Regions from separate parts of the Drosophila melanogaster genome. Here region 1 is linked to region 2. The links are chromatin contacts, called in public targeted proximity ligation maps. All regions are on one chromosome and are shown on one strand. The core of a region is the stretch at or near the end of the contact, and the rest is flanking DNA. Distances in the headings are between cores, read along the strand shown. Region 1 holds the start of CG46309. Region 2 holds the start of wek (weckle).

The links.
Region 1: a contact with region 2 is called in a targeted proximity ligation map of the Kc167 cell line, with 9 times the contacts expected there. A contact is called at or near these places in 17 of 107 Hi-C or Micro-C datasets (the Clone 8 cell line, the D17-c3 cell line, the Kc167 cell line and 10 more) and 4 of 7 datasets of targeted methods (the Kc167 cell line and the S2 cell line).

Annotation. Positions count from the first base shown.
Region 1 is chr2L:16,249,843-16,255,683 of dm6, reverse strand. CG46309 reads left to right here and starts at 3,896. Exons shown (of 6, transcript NM_001347787.1): 1 at 3,896-4,060; 2 at 5,526-5,603. The coding sequence starts at 3,926. The coding sequence ends at 4,054. It overlaps PRL-1 (PRL-1 phosphatase), which reads left to right. Exons shown (of 6, transcript NM_135936.3): 2 at 5,526-5,603.
Region 2 is chr2L:15,766,086-15,772,578 of dm6, reverse strand. wek (weckle) reads left to right here and starts at 4,230. Exons shown (of 4, transcript NM_001273543.1): 1 at 4,230-4,473; 2 at 4,534-5,439; 3 at 5,500-5,846; 4 at 5,911-6,446. The coding sequence starts at 4,348. The coding sequence ends at 5,944. It overlaps Ku80, which reads left to right and starts at 1,420. Exons shown (of 5, transcript NM_135923.3): 1 at 1,420-1,529; 2 at 1,587-1,682; 3 at 1,738-1,970; 4 at 2,026-2,148; 5 at 2,208-3,949. The coding sequence starts at 1,515. The coding sequence ends at 3,840. It overlaps CG3793, which reads right to left. Exons shown (of 4, transcript NM_001259109.2): 4 at 6,312-6,493. It overlaps CG31826, which reads left to right. Exons shown (of 5, transcript NM_165131.3): 2 at 1-116; 3 at 176-551; 4 at 828-1,002; 5 at 1,059-1,316. The coding sequence starts at 38. The coding sequence ends at 1,235.

The sequences.
Region 1 (5,841 bases), core at 2,647-5,146, 480 kb before region 2:
CATTCTCTCTTTTTATTTATCCGTGATAAAAAAGAGCGAGCAGATAAGCGTATCAGCCAAGGGAAGAATTTTAAAATCCGGTTTGACTTTATCAAAAATATACCGAACAAACTCATACGAAAAGACGTCATAACTTGAACGCATCGATTACAAAACTCGATTAATTTGGTAGGGTTCCTTTCAATCATACAGATATACATTTTTCAAGATTGAATACCTATCTATCTAGCATTGCATTAAATTCCATTTTCTTATCAAGAGTACTACTACATGTATCTCAACTCAGTGTAGAGATTACGTATACGCTTCTTGGTTATTTTGTATTCCAGCTGTTTGTATTTTGTTGTCTGGGTTTATCTGCTTTCCGCCAGTTCTAAAATATTCCATATTCCCACGCACACAATCGAATCGAAAGCCAATTGAATTCCTCGAAATGTGTGGCAATACTTTCGTTCATTGAAATGCTTCCAGCAAATTTGTTTGAGGTCATTTTGATTTAGTGCAATTTATTGGATCTTTCTGAACATCTTCAACATCTTCTTAATTTTTGTTGTTGTGCGATAAATTTGCTTACTCGACAATTACCGAAATTAAACTTATTTAAAATTTACAACTTTCACTGCTCCGTGATCTGTAACCAAATCTATAAATGTGTCAAGTTGTAATTATAGAAATTCTCAAAATTAATTGAATGTAGATAAATGTATATTTCACGGTCTTTTGAGGTCATACTCGTACAGTAGCGGCAGCTTAAATTCTACAGCCAGCTAATTAAATACACTCGCACATTAGTTAGGAAGAAGTCAAGAACTCGCTAATTAGAAATATCGAAGTAGCATGAGAGTTGCGAACTTTCAGACTACTTTTCGCGGTTATATATCATTGTGCTGTATTATTTTTTTTTTTTTTTTTACTGCTGTCACGTTTTGGCCGCTTGTGTGCAGAATTTCACCAATACATGTCATATCCAAAAATAGACCAAAAAGCGAACAACAAAGCATGCAATACGATTTACAAACGTCAGTGGAGGGTGGAGGGTGGTAGATTGGTGGAAAATGGGAGGGGAAAATGTCACCGACCACCCCCGGATTCTATATATAGTGCGCGATAAATGCGGCGCTGTTTGTCCTCAATAGTTTTGGCCTGCCCTTGGTTAAGGTACACAGTACCCAAAACTAACCAGGAAAATGGCACTTTTTTGTTGATGTACTATGCATGTATGTACGTAATCCTTGTCTGTAAATCAACCTTGAAGGACCTGCAATTTGTGGCAGGAGAAGGCATGCATTCGATAATTGCAATAACGAGACAAGATTGCTTATTTATTTTTGTTTTGGTTGCATTTTATCAAAACAAAACAACAACAGCTGTTTTCCGATTAAAAGTCGTTGATGACGCATGAGAAGTCGCCGCCTGGTGCGTCACGAAAAACAGCGCGACCACTTGGCAACTAGAAAAAGGCGGTTTGAGATCCTAGTTGCCCCCGTGGTGGGGCCACCATTTCCTGCTCATCTCCTCCTGGTTCGCAGCACTCGAGACGCTTCGGGGCAAACTTAAAATTTCCATTATGGCGAAATACGGAAATCGCGGATGGATGGAGATGGAGATGGTGTTGGTGCTGGGGCTTGGACATCGCCCTTCCTCCTTTGCTAGTCGCGCAAAATCAATAACTCGAGCTTGGTCTGTGTTTTTTTTTGCTGTCTTTTCATTTGACTTGGGTTTCCAATACCCATACTTATCTGATCTGAAAGCGTGCCGCGAATATCTAAGGTGAACAAAACTTAGAAAAGTTTTGGTTTTCATGTGTTTGGCAGTACAAAAAAGGTTCTTGCTTGCTTTATATCTATATCTATATCTATCTATATCTCGTATCTATCTATATCTATCTATCTATATCAATCTATCTATATCAATCTTCTTGACTATACATTTATTGTAAGATGAATTTATATCTATTGATCCTAAATCATTTACAATTATTCTCAATATTCATTTAAGATACCAATGATTCCAATGATTTAAGTTCCAAGTTGGTAACAGTGTACTGTTTTATTGAATGTTTAGTCTACCAGCTTTCTACCCCATGTAGGTAGCTAGTTTTTGTTTTTTTAATAAGTGTATAAGACTTAATGTATTCTTAGTGTCTGCGTTATGTCTGGCTTTTTTTTTCGGCACGTCTCCGGTTTTATTGACACCCGTGGACAGACTTTAGCTTAGTAAGTTGAGGCTTGAGTGGCAGTTACCCTCATCACATTTCCCGTCCGTTAGTCATTTTCAATTTGTTTACAACCTTTTACTACTATTTTTTGCAAGTCTGTGATTATTGGCGTAAATCGGGCGATCTTGTTTGCCAGGATTGCAGTCGAAGTCTAAACAAAAACTGAAAGAGGGGACAAACAAAAAAAAAAAAAAAGAAAAGGGAACTGGAATTGAAGTACTTTGAACCCCGAATCCAAACTCAGACACACCGGCATTCAGTTGTGTTTGCTTTCTTACCTCCAGATTTCATCGGTTCCTTGTTCTTTGTTTCCTTCTTGTCTGGCCCTCGGTCTAAGTCGTCTGCTCCTGTTTCGGGAAAGTCCAATCAACTTTCCGCACAGACAAAACCATCTGCTACCTCGGAGAGAACAAAAAGTATTTTTTGTCAAAGATACAATAGTCTGTTAAGAAGTTTTGTCTAATTGCACGAATATCTTTATGTTGATTTGAATCAAAAGTTTGATTTCATTAAACTCGTCGTTTAAAGACATTATGATGTATTAACTGATTGGAAAATGTATTTGAAAATCTGTGTATGTAGCGAGGAGCATTCAAGTGGAACAAATGTGTACATATGTATGCATGTATGTTTGTATATAGCGAGTAACAATATAGCCGCAATTTGGTATTAGTGTCGTCATGCCATTTGCCTACATCTCGATTATAATCAACTGGTTTAAATGTAAGACTAATTTCATATTAAGTTACACGTTTGTGTGCGCCGTAGCCTTCATTAACTGTGCATAATATAAACCGCATTTAGCTTTGTTTATTGCCCTTAAATAACGACTGACCTTGGCATCCCGTAAAAGTTATAATCTGACTGCAAAACTTTCCTTCGCTGTATTTGAACACTTTCCAAGTCAGGTAGCTAGATGGGGAAAAAAACCTTTATATGCTAAAGATCTTATCAATCATTTATTTATTCCCCGATTTAAAAAGCGTTTCCACACAGTTATTTGAATATCCTACGGATTATATGTCTATAAGCATTTTGGCACTTTAAAATACCAAGCCATTAACGCGAAATAATTTGTATTGGTCATAAATATAAGTGTTTGTTAGGTAATGTCAATATGATTTGCGTTTCTTCGAAAATACAGGTATATTCAAAATTTTAGTAGAGTTTATTTTCGAAACTTATTTCAGAGACGAAGTCGAAAAAAATATTTTAAGATCTATATTTAAAAAGAACAGAATACAAACTAACTTGTTGTCTAGTTTCTAAAATTAAACAATTTAACATTTTAAAATAAATACCCTCGTGATTTTAAATCAGAACTACTTATATTGTCACTACTATACCAGAACGAATAAAATGCTTTAAAATTTAAACATTTTTAGTAAGCACAAAATTCGCCCTTTCATGGTCCATTGAACTCTGCTAATTATGTTCAACAGTAGAAAAGTAAAACTAACCAAGCAAATTGTTTCTATTTTTCCTGCCTCTATTGTTTTTGCACAACAGACTTTTTAAAGCGCTTTAAATATGCACCAGACTGTAGATAATTTTTTTTCGCTCTCTGCGTGAGCGATTGGAGAGATGTGCGTCACGACTCTCTCTTCGTTCTCCCCGGCAATGGAGACTTACTGCCGGACGGAGCGGCCGTTTCCGTGGCGTAAAATGGGCGGCGAAGAGTTGACAATCGCCAGTCGATAGCAAAACATGAGAGAGTGCTCATCACGCAGCAATACGCGTCTACTTATTGTGGTAATCGTAATCGATCAACGTCTCAGAATCGACACTTGTCGATATTTAATCGAGATACTATCTCGCCGTATAACGGGCGATTAACGATAGGTAAATACAATTTATCCGCTGGCAAATCTGAATGTGGAGGACCAATCCTCAGTATATTCGAATTAACTGATAGGAGAGAAAGCTTTACGATCCGCGGATAAAATCGATTAGTGTCTTCCGGCAAACACCTGTCGATATCTAATCGGGAGTCCATATCAACGGGTTACAAGCCGCCCCGTCGTAATCAGCAACTAATCACTGTATTTGCTTAAATGCATAGCGAAATACCTATGTATATATAGATATTTACATATATATTTGCCTGTGTGATTTTTCAATTTCGCCAAGACGCAAAACAAAAAATACATTGCATAAGTCACAAGTAAAAACCGACTGGGAAATATAGCATCAACAAAAAGTGTTGTTGCTTAACGTGTCATGAGGTAAACACACACACACACTGACAAATCTAGAATGTACTGGTATATACTAGGTGCATTCCGAGAAGAAGTGAAAGTTTTCAGTTCTATCAACAAAGTGTTCCTTTTATATGTTTTGTTTTTATTTTTTTGCGCCCGCTTCTTAATTAGTTTCACGCGTTTCAATATCACTAGCTATTCCACAATGGATTCTCCAATACATACCATAATCGAAATGCCTTTAACATAAGGAATTGGCCAATTTTCGAGAGAAATATTCGCCTACTTTAGGCAAAAGTGCAAAAATAAACACAGGTCGCACTGGGGCCATAGAAAATGGAATATTTGCTTAAAGAGTTATCGCGTTTGTGTGGATATACACGTATATATGCGAAATACATATTATACAATCATTGTTCTGTTTCGGTCTTTATATTTGTGAACTCATTTTATACATATGCTTTTCATGATCATCAACGGAATATAAATAATGTAAACGGTCGTGGAAATGAGCAGTCATTATCTTGGATCACTTTTAGGGAATATTTTTAATATTTTTTTTTTCAGACAGCAGGCGACCAATACATTTAAAATCCACTTCAACGATTTTCCTTGCGTATGTTTTCTGGTTCTCGCAGATAAATTTCAGTTGATAAAGGCGGTTTTCTTTTATTTATTCTAAATTGGCTATTTTGGTTGCTAATTAAGTATTGCAAAAGTTGGTAAATCCTAAAAATGTTGAAATTATTTTTGTATGCTTATGGCACCTGTTTCAAAATTGTACAATATATGTATATTATGTACAACGTGAGCCCTAACCCTTGAATGATTTCGATTGTAATGCACCAGTTTTATAATTAATTTATTTATTTCAATTATAATTTTTATGTATCACTTTGGAATTGACTTGCAAATCGATTTTTTTGTATACAATTTATTTCCAATAAACGCTTTTAGCTGGTAATGTTTACAAACATTCTTCATTTCTCGATTGCAAATGGTGGTCAAATAAATTCCTACAAAAATATTTCTAGCTTTTTTTCAATTTTCATTTCATTTAAATGTGATACTGAATGTTGTCCCAACATTTTATTTCTCTTTTGCAGTTGGTTAGACCTGTTCCCACATCTATGGAGTTTCATCTAGACAGTGCAGAATACTGCCAGGCACAGCACAAATAAAAAGTGAGTATGGATTATTTTTGTAGGGTATATGGACTTTTCGTTTAATTAATTAGCTCAAGTGGCACGGGCGGTACACTTGCTGGCCATGGAAAGGTCACTTGACTTACAGTGAACAAAGCACTGTGACCTTTCTGGACAATTGACGGCTTGACCCGCCCCGAAGAACATCGCGGATAAAAAGAGAGTGTCGTGCGAGACGAAAATGGCGAAAGTCTCAATTATTTCATTGCGTGTAATT
Region 2 (6,493 bases), core at 2,981-5,480:
ACGATATTTCGTTCAAAATTCAAAGCCTAAACCCAAAATGCTTTTCCTCACCGCCCGTGTCGATCACACGGCCGAGCAGATTTTCAAAATTGAGCAACTCAGGCAGCTGGTGGAGAGTAAGCTAAATGCTGTGTGTGAATTCCTCGATTCGATCAGCCAGATGAAACTGTTTCAGAATGCGAGGACCTAAGAGTGGGCACCGAGGACACCCTGCTGACCAAGTTTCTGCACTACACGCGCTGGGACACAATCAAGGCCTATCAGGCCATACACGACTACTATGAGTTCAAGCGACGCCATCCCACCTGGGTGGCCCGTCATCCCATTGAGCACTATCGTCAGCTCTTCTACGGCACCCACTGTCGCTATGTTATGCCCCAGGCGGATCGCAGTGGACGGGTGCTGGTCGTCTTTAAGACGGTGGATGGGTTCCAGGACTATCCCGACTATCTGCAGAGTCTCGTCGAGATGGACGACCTGATCTTCGAGTCGCTGCTGCTGCTCCCGCGCGTCCAACAGAATGGGATTACGGTCATTTGTGATCTTCAAGGGTGTGTTATATCCTATAAAATTATTATTACACAAAAGTTACGCTTATTTATTCTCAATATTATCTTGATTAGTAGTATTACTTAGTATGTATAGTAAGATGAAAACGCATTTCAAGTATTATTTGTGTTTTTAAAAGTATATTTTACAGTTTAAATTTATTCAATGATTTTGTGAATTGAATCTAAAATATTTTTGAAAAATGGTATTTTTCTTTAATTTCTTTTCCCAATAGTCTATTTTTATTTATTTTTATTTTTCCGATTATTAAATTCCAGGACAAATCGAAATTTTCTCAGGCAATTTTCGCCGGCGTTTATGAAGGTGGTAAACGAAAAGAACGGAGTTCTGCCCTTCAGTCAGCGCATCGTGCATATAATACAACGAGGTTTCCTGATGCACGTAACCTCCACTTTGTTTATGCCCTTCATGAACAAGGAGTTCAAAGAAAAGGTAAAAAAAAATATAAGGATTTAATTTGTTCACTCTAAAAATGCTTCGTTTAAAAGATCTTTACCCACGATGGGCGACATCTGAGCAAGCTGCGCGAAATGGTTGGCTACGAAAGTTTGCCTGCGGAATATGGAGGTCCTGCGACGAATGTCCTCGATACGAACTTGATATTCAATCACCTGAGCCAGAATGCGGAGTATCTGGAAAAGCTGCAGACCTACGGAAAGGCATAGGGAGATATGGGGAACTATTGCTTACTATTTTATTAGTATTTTGAGCACGAACCAAATATATTGACTATTTATAATTAAAACAAAATTTTGCATTTCGTTTTTATGAAAAGTAACAGTTAGCAAGTAAGTTGGCAACGCGGTGCTAGAAATATCGATAAGCGATAGGTGGTAGTGCATTAGGTCAGTAAGCCGCCGGTGTTTTCTGTTATCGACTGAATGGTATTATTGTTGTGAAATTTAAAAACATAGTCGCTGAATTTAGGTAAATAAACTTGTTTGATGGCTTCTAACAAGGTAGGTTCACAAATAATCGCATTTAATGTTAAGGTATCTCCATTGTTTGATTTCCAGGAATGCCTTATAATTGTACTGGATGTGCGAACATGTGCCGCCGAAGAAGTGAAGCTGAAGTCCGCAAAATGTGTGGCGGAGATTCTTAAGGACAAGGTGTGTGAAATACAATTGGGAACTCAGTTAAATATGCTAACTGAAACAATTGCAGATCGTGTGCGATAGGAAGGACTACGTGTCCTTCGTCCTCGTGGGTTGCGACACCGATGAAATAAAAACTGAGGATGCTTCCCACCCAAATGTGCTGCCCTTTGGTGAACCAAGACTTTGCAGCTGGCAGCTCTTGCTGGAATTCTTCCAGTTTGTGAATAAGACAGCCTGCGAGGATGGAGAATGGCTAAATGGTCTACAGGCGGCCCTGGAGCTTCAGAATGTCGCAACTACGTATGTGACTTACCTTATCATCTAACCATCACATTTTATGGAATATTCCTTGCAGCTTGAGAGTCGCCAGGCGGAGGATCCTCCTGCTCTTCGATTTCAACGACTTTCCACAGGACTACGAGAAGTTCAACGAAATCACGGACGAATTACTTGGCGAAAACATCGAGTTAATTGTGGGGTAAGATTATTTATTTTGTTAAATGCATAATAGTAATAATAATTTACATTATCACTTAGAACTCACAACATAGCCTACATAGACAATGCCATCACTTCTCAGCCTCAGGCTATTTTCAACTTTTCGCGCAAATGCGGCCCCGATGAGCTGAATAACCAGAAGTACGCCCTCAGTCTCGTTCCTCGCTGCAATGCGACGTTGTGCAGCTTCAAGGAGGCACTGCATACCGTCTTCAAGGTGACCAACCGGCGACCCTGGGTGTGGAACGCAAAGCTGAACATCGGCAGCAAGATCTCCATTAGCCTGCAGGGCATAATCGCCATGAAGAACCAGACGCCCGTAAAGCTGGTAAAGGTCTGGGCGGAAAAGGATGAGATAGTGATACGGGAGACTCGTCATTATATCAAAGGCACTGAGATCACCCCGCTGCCGGAGAATCTGATAACCGGTTACATGCTGGGCGGCACTCCGGTGCCATACGACGAGGCCGTGCTAGAGCCAAAGGAACCACACCCACCTGGTCTCCACTTCTTTGGCTTTATCAAAAGAAATGCCGTGCCGGATGAGTACTTTTGTGGCGAGTCCTTGTACCTCCTGGTGCATCAGAAGCACAATCAATCTGCCGCCGTGAAGCTGGACGCTCTGGTGCGTGCTCTCGTTTCTTCGGATCGGGCCATACTGTGCTGGAAAATATATAGCACCAAGTTTAATAGACCGCAAATGGTTGTGCTACTGCCCCGCTTAGCAGACGATACCCATCCGGCTACTTTGTATATGCTGGAAGTTTCCTATACGTCTCAGCACCACTTCTGGGACTTTCCGGCACTGCGAACCACCAAGACGGAGTGCAGCGAGGAACAGCTGAATGCCATTGATCAGTTAATCGATAGCACCGATCTGGAGTGCACACTGCGGGACACGCAGCAGCCACGTCCGTGGGCGCAGAATGATCTGCTGCCGTTCGACGCACTTCCCAGCATCTTTGAGCAGAATGTCATGGACATCCTAGAGCGAAAAGTTATCTATGATAACGACAAGGAAGACAAAATGCTTAAGGACAAAAACTTCGCAGATGTATTCTGGCGAGTGCCAGATCCCTTGGAGGAGAAGTCAAAGAGAGCGGCAGCCATCGTAAAGAAGCTATTTCCATTGCGCTATAGTCGCGCCTGGCAGGAAAAGCTGTTGGCCAAGGAGCAGGCAGAGAATGGTGTGGCAGTCAAGTCGGAACCAGCGGAGAAGGAAATCCCGTTGCCATCAGACGGTGTGGGCTTAATTGATCCAATCTCTGATTTCAGGCGAGTCCTGGCTAGCGTTCACACAATCAGTAATGCCACTGAGCGAGATGCCCGCTTTCAGGCGCTGGCTGCCGATACCCGCGTGGTGATCATCACACTGCTGCAGCGCAGGAAACAGAACATCGGGCAACTGGGCGAGCTCATCACCCTGTACCGACAGAGCTGTATAGACTTCAACACCTTTTTGGAATACGACAAGTTCGCTGAGGAGCTGAAGAAGATCGCGCTGGCCAAGAATCGCAGCGAATTCTGGCAAGACGTTATGGTCGACAAGCAATTGGGCCCTTTGGTGCTTGGCGAGCCGACGCTGGACGACGAATTGGCTCTAAAAGCCTATTACACCATCGAGAATTGGGTGGAGAGTGGGGCGAACGATATGGAAGACGTTGAGATGTAGTTTATCATTCCATTTTGTTATATTAAGCAAATGTGCTAAAATTAGTTTTTGTTATACACAGTTTTTCTTATATGTAAGTCGAAAATAAATTATTATATTGTTTATATATATATACCAGAGTAAAAACTCGGTCGCATGTTTTAAAAACAACATTATATCCCTGGGAAACCACATCCAAATGATGATGATAATACATCTCTATGTTAATAAACATCGACACGCAGGAAGGAAAACGTTAGTAATACTTCTTATGATTGAGAAAAAAAAGTAAAATAAATACAATTTTCAATTCCAAATTTAAACTGAATACTTTTTGAAAATGGCGGCAACAACTTGTTGTTTTGCACTTATCGATATTTCCAAAAATCATCGGAGTGCGCATACCAATTAATCGATTCGGAATTCCGCTCCATACAGCTGATTTTAATCAGCGCTTTGGCAATAGAATTTAGTCAAAACCCGAGGGCATACTGTACCAAACTGTGGGGCTTCTGTTGAGGATTAGCCATGGGAGTTCCCACAAGCGATTGGATATACTGGTGTCGCCTGTGCGCCCGCGACGACGTTGTATACAAAGTGCGCGAGCGGGACGACGATCTGGTTAGGATTATCAGCAAATGCTTTGATGTGGAGGTATGTTATTCGTTTTCCCAGCCTACAGATAGCTTATACATTAGTTTTCCACACACGCAGATGACCCTCGAGGAACCGGAACTGGGCAGCATGTTGTGCGAGGAGTGCTACTCGGTGATTGGCCAGCTGATCACCTTCTCGGATAGCGTTTCCAAAGTACAAGCCATTTTTGAGCTTCTGCGACACTCGGAGCCGCAGGATAGCCAGGACTTGGACGCCCTGCGTCTGGAATACGGCCTTCCGCCGGCCTGCAAGCAGGACCTCGAGTTCCTGGACATAGACGATACGGAGGATAGGTGTTCCTTGGTAGAGGAGCTAACGATATCAGACCATTCCACATCTCCGTCACCCGATTTTGAAGCACAGACCGTGCGAACACGAGCTAATCTCAAACAGTGTAATTCCGATCCCAAAGTGCTAGCCTCACCTACTGCATCAATTCCTGAAGTTGAAACAAAACGAAGTCGCCGACAGCAGTTTGCGGCTAAGCGAAATTCCAAAGTGTACACTGCAACCGAGTCGGATGATGAGGAGGCCATTCTAGACGAAGACGAGGCCGTATCCCCGCCGCCTTTGAAGCGAAAAAGAGGCAGACCCAAGGGCTCAGGCAAACAGAAAAACGTGGACGACAGCGATAACGTAACTTCCCGCGAACCAGACGACAATGCTAAATCCAAACAAGATGACAAGACATCCGAATTGAGCATGTCACCCCATGGCTCCCAGAGTTCGAATTTCGTCGATTATCCCTGCAAAATCTGCAACGAAACCTTTATGTCCTTCATGGCTCTGCGCAGGCACAAGCACGACATGCACGGCGGTCCGAAGAAATACGTTTGCGATCACTGCGGAAAGGGTTTGAAGACCTTCACATCGCTGGTGGAGCACCAGCTGGTTCACACGGAAGAGAAGCCCTGTATATGCCCCGTCTGCAATGCTGGTTTTAAGAACAAAGCTAGGCTGAGAGTAAGTCATCGAATAATCTTGTGGACCAACTAAATCTTGAAATTTGTATACAATTTCCAGGTGCACAGTCAGACACATGGTGAGCCCAAGTTTGAGTGCAATGTCTGCGGCAAAAAGCTGCAGACACGGGCGATTCTTAACAAGCACAAGTATGTGCACACGGATGAGCGGCGCTTCAAGTGCGAGGTTTGTGGCAGCGGCTGTAAGAACTCCACGGCCTTGAAGATCCATCTCCTTGGACACACCGGCCTCAGACCCTACGTATGCAAGTACTGCGGAAAGGCGTTCGCCAGCAACACCAACTGTCGCTCCCACAAATGGAAAAAACATCCGGAACTGGCGTCCAAGGAGGATGAAACCGAATCTTCACGTGTTCCAGTGCCAACATTGGAAGAACTGAGAGCGATGTAAGCTATAGTCATGCATATTATTATTATTAGCTTACTATTGTACTAAATTTTTGGTTTGCAGAACTCGCGAGATGGCCAAGGCCAAACAGGATTAGACCATGTTGGTTGACAAAAATGTATAAATAGCAGTGCGCAGTAAAATTTTATCCCAGAGACATTTACATTTACACTTAATTAAACACACAACTGCCCTTTTTGCATTTAAATTGGTTTTTAATAAGTTTCAAAATAAATTCACTTTTTAAACGCACACTTAAATTGGGAAATGTGTTCACACATGAAAATGACATTGTATAAAAGATAATAATTGTTTGACTCACAATGTAGATTTAAAAATAACAATTGTAATTTGTGACACCAAATTATGCGTACACTTTGAAACACTCAATTGAAACTCCTGTGAGCGGTTGCAGCATATTTTAAAGATGAGCGCTATTCATAGAACTCCCACGCATGGTTCACTAGATTGCGACAAGTTGGTCTGTAGATAATTCCAAGGGCTTATTCACAATAAAATCAGTTTGAAATTATAACTCAGCAAATGTAAATGCTTCGTGCTAACACCAGATACATTGACACCTAATTAAACACACAACGGCCCTTTTTGCATTTAAGTTGGTTTTTTTTTTAATAATTTCAAAATA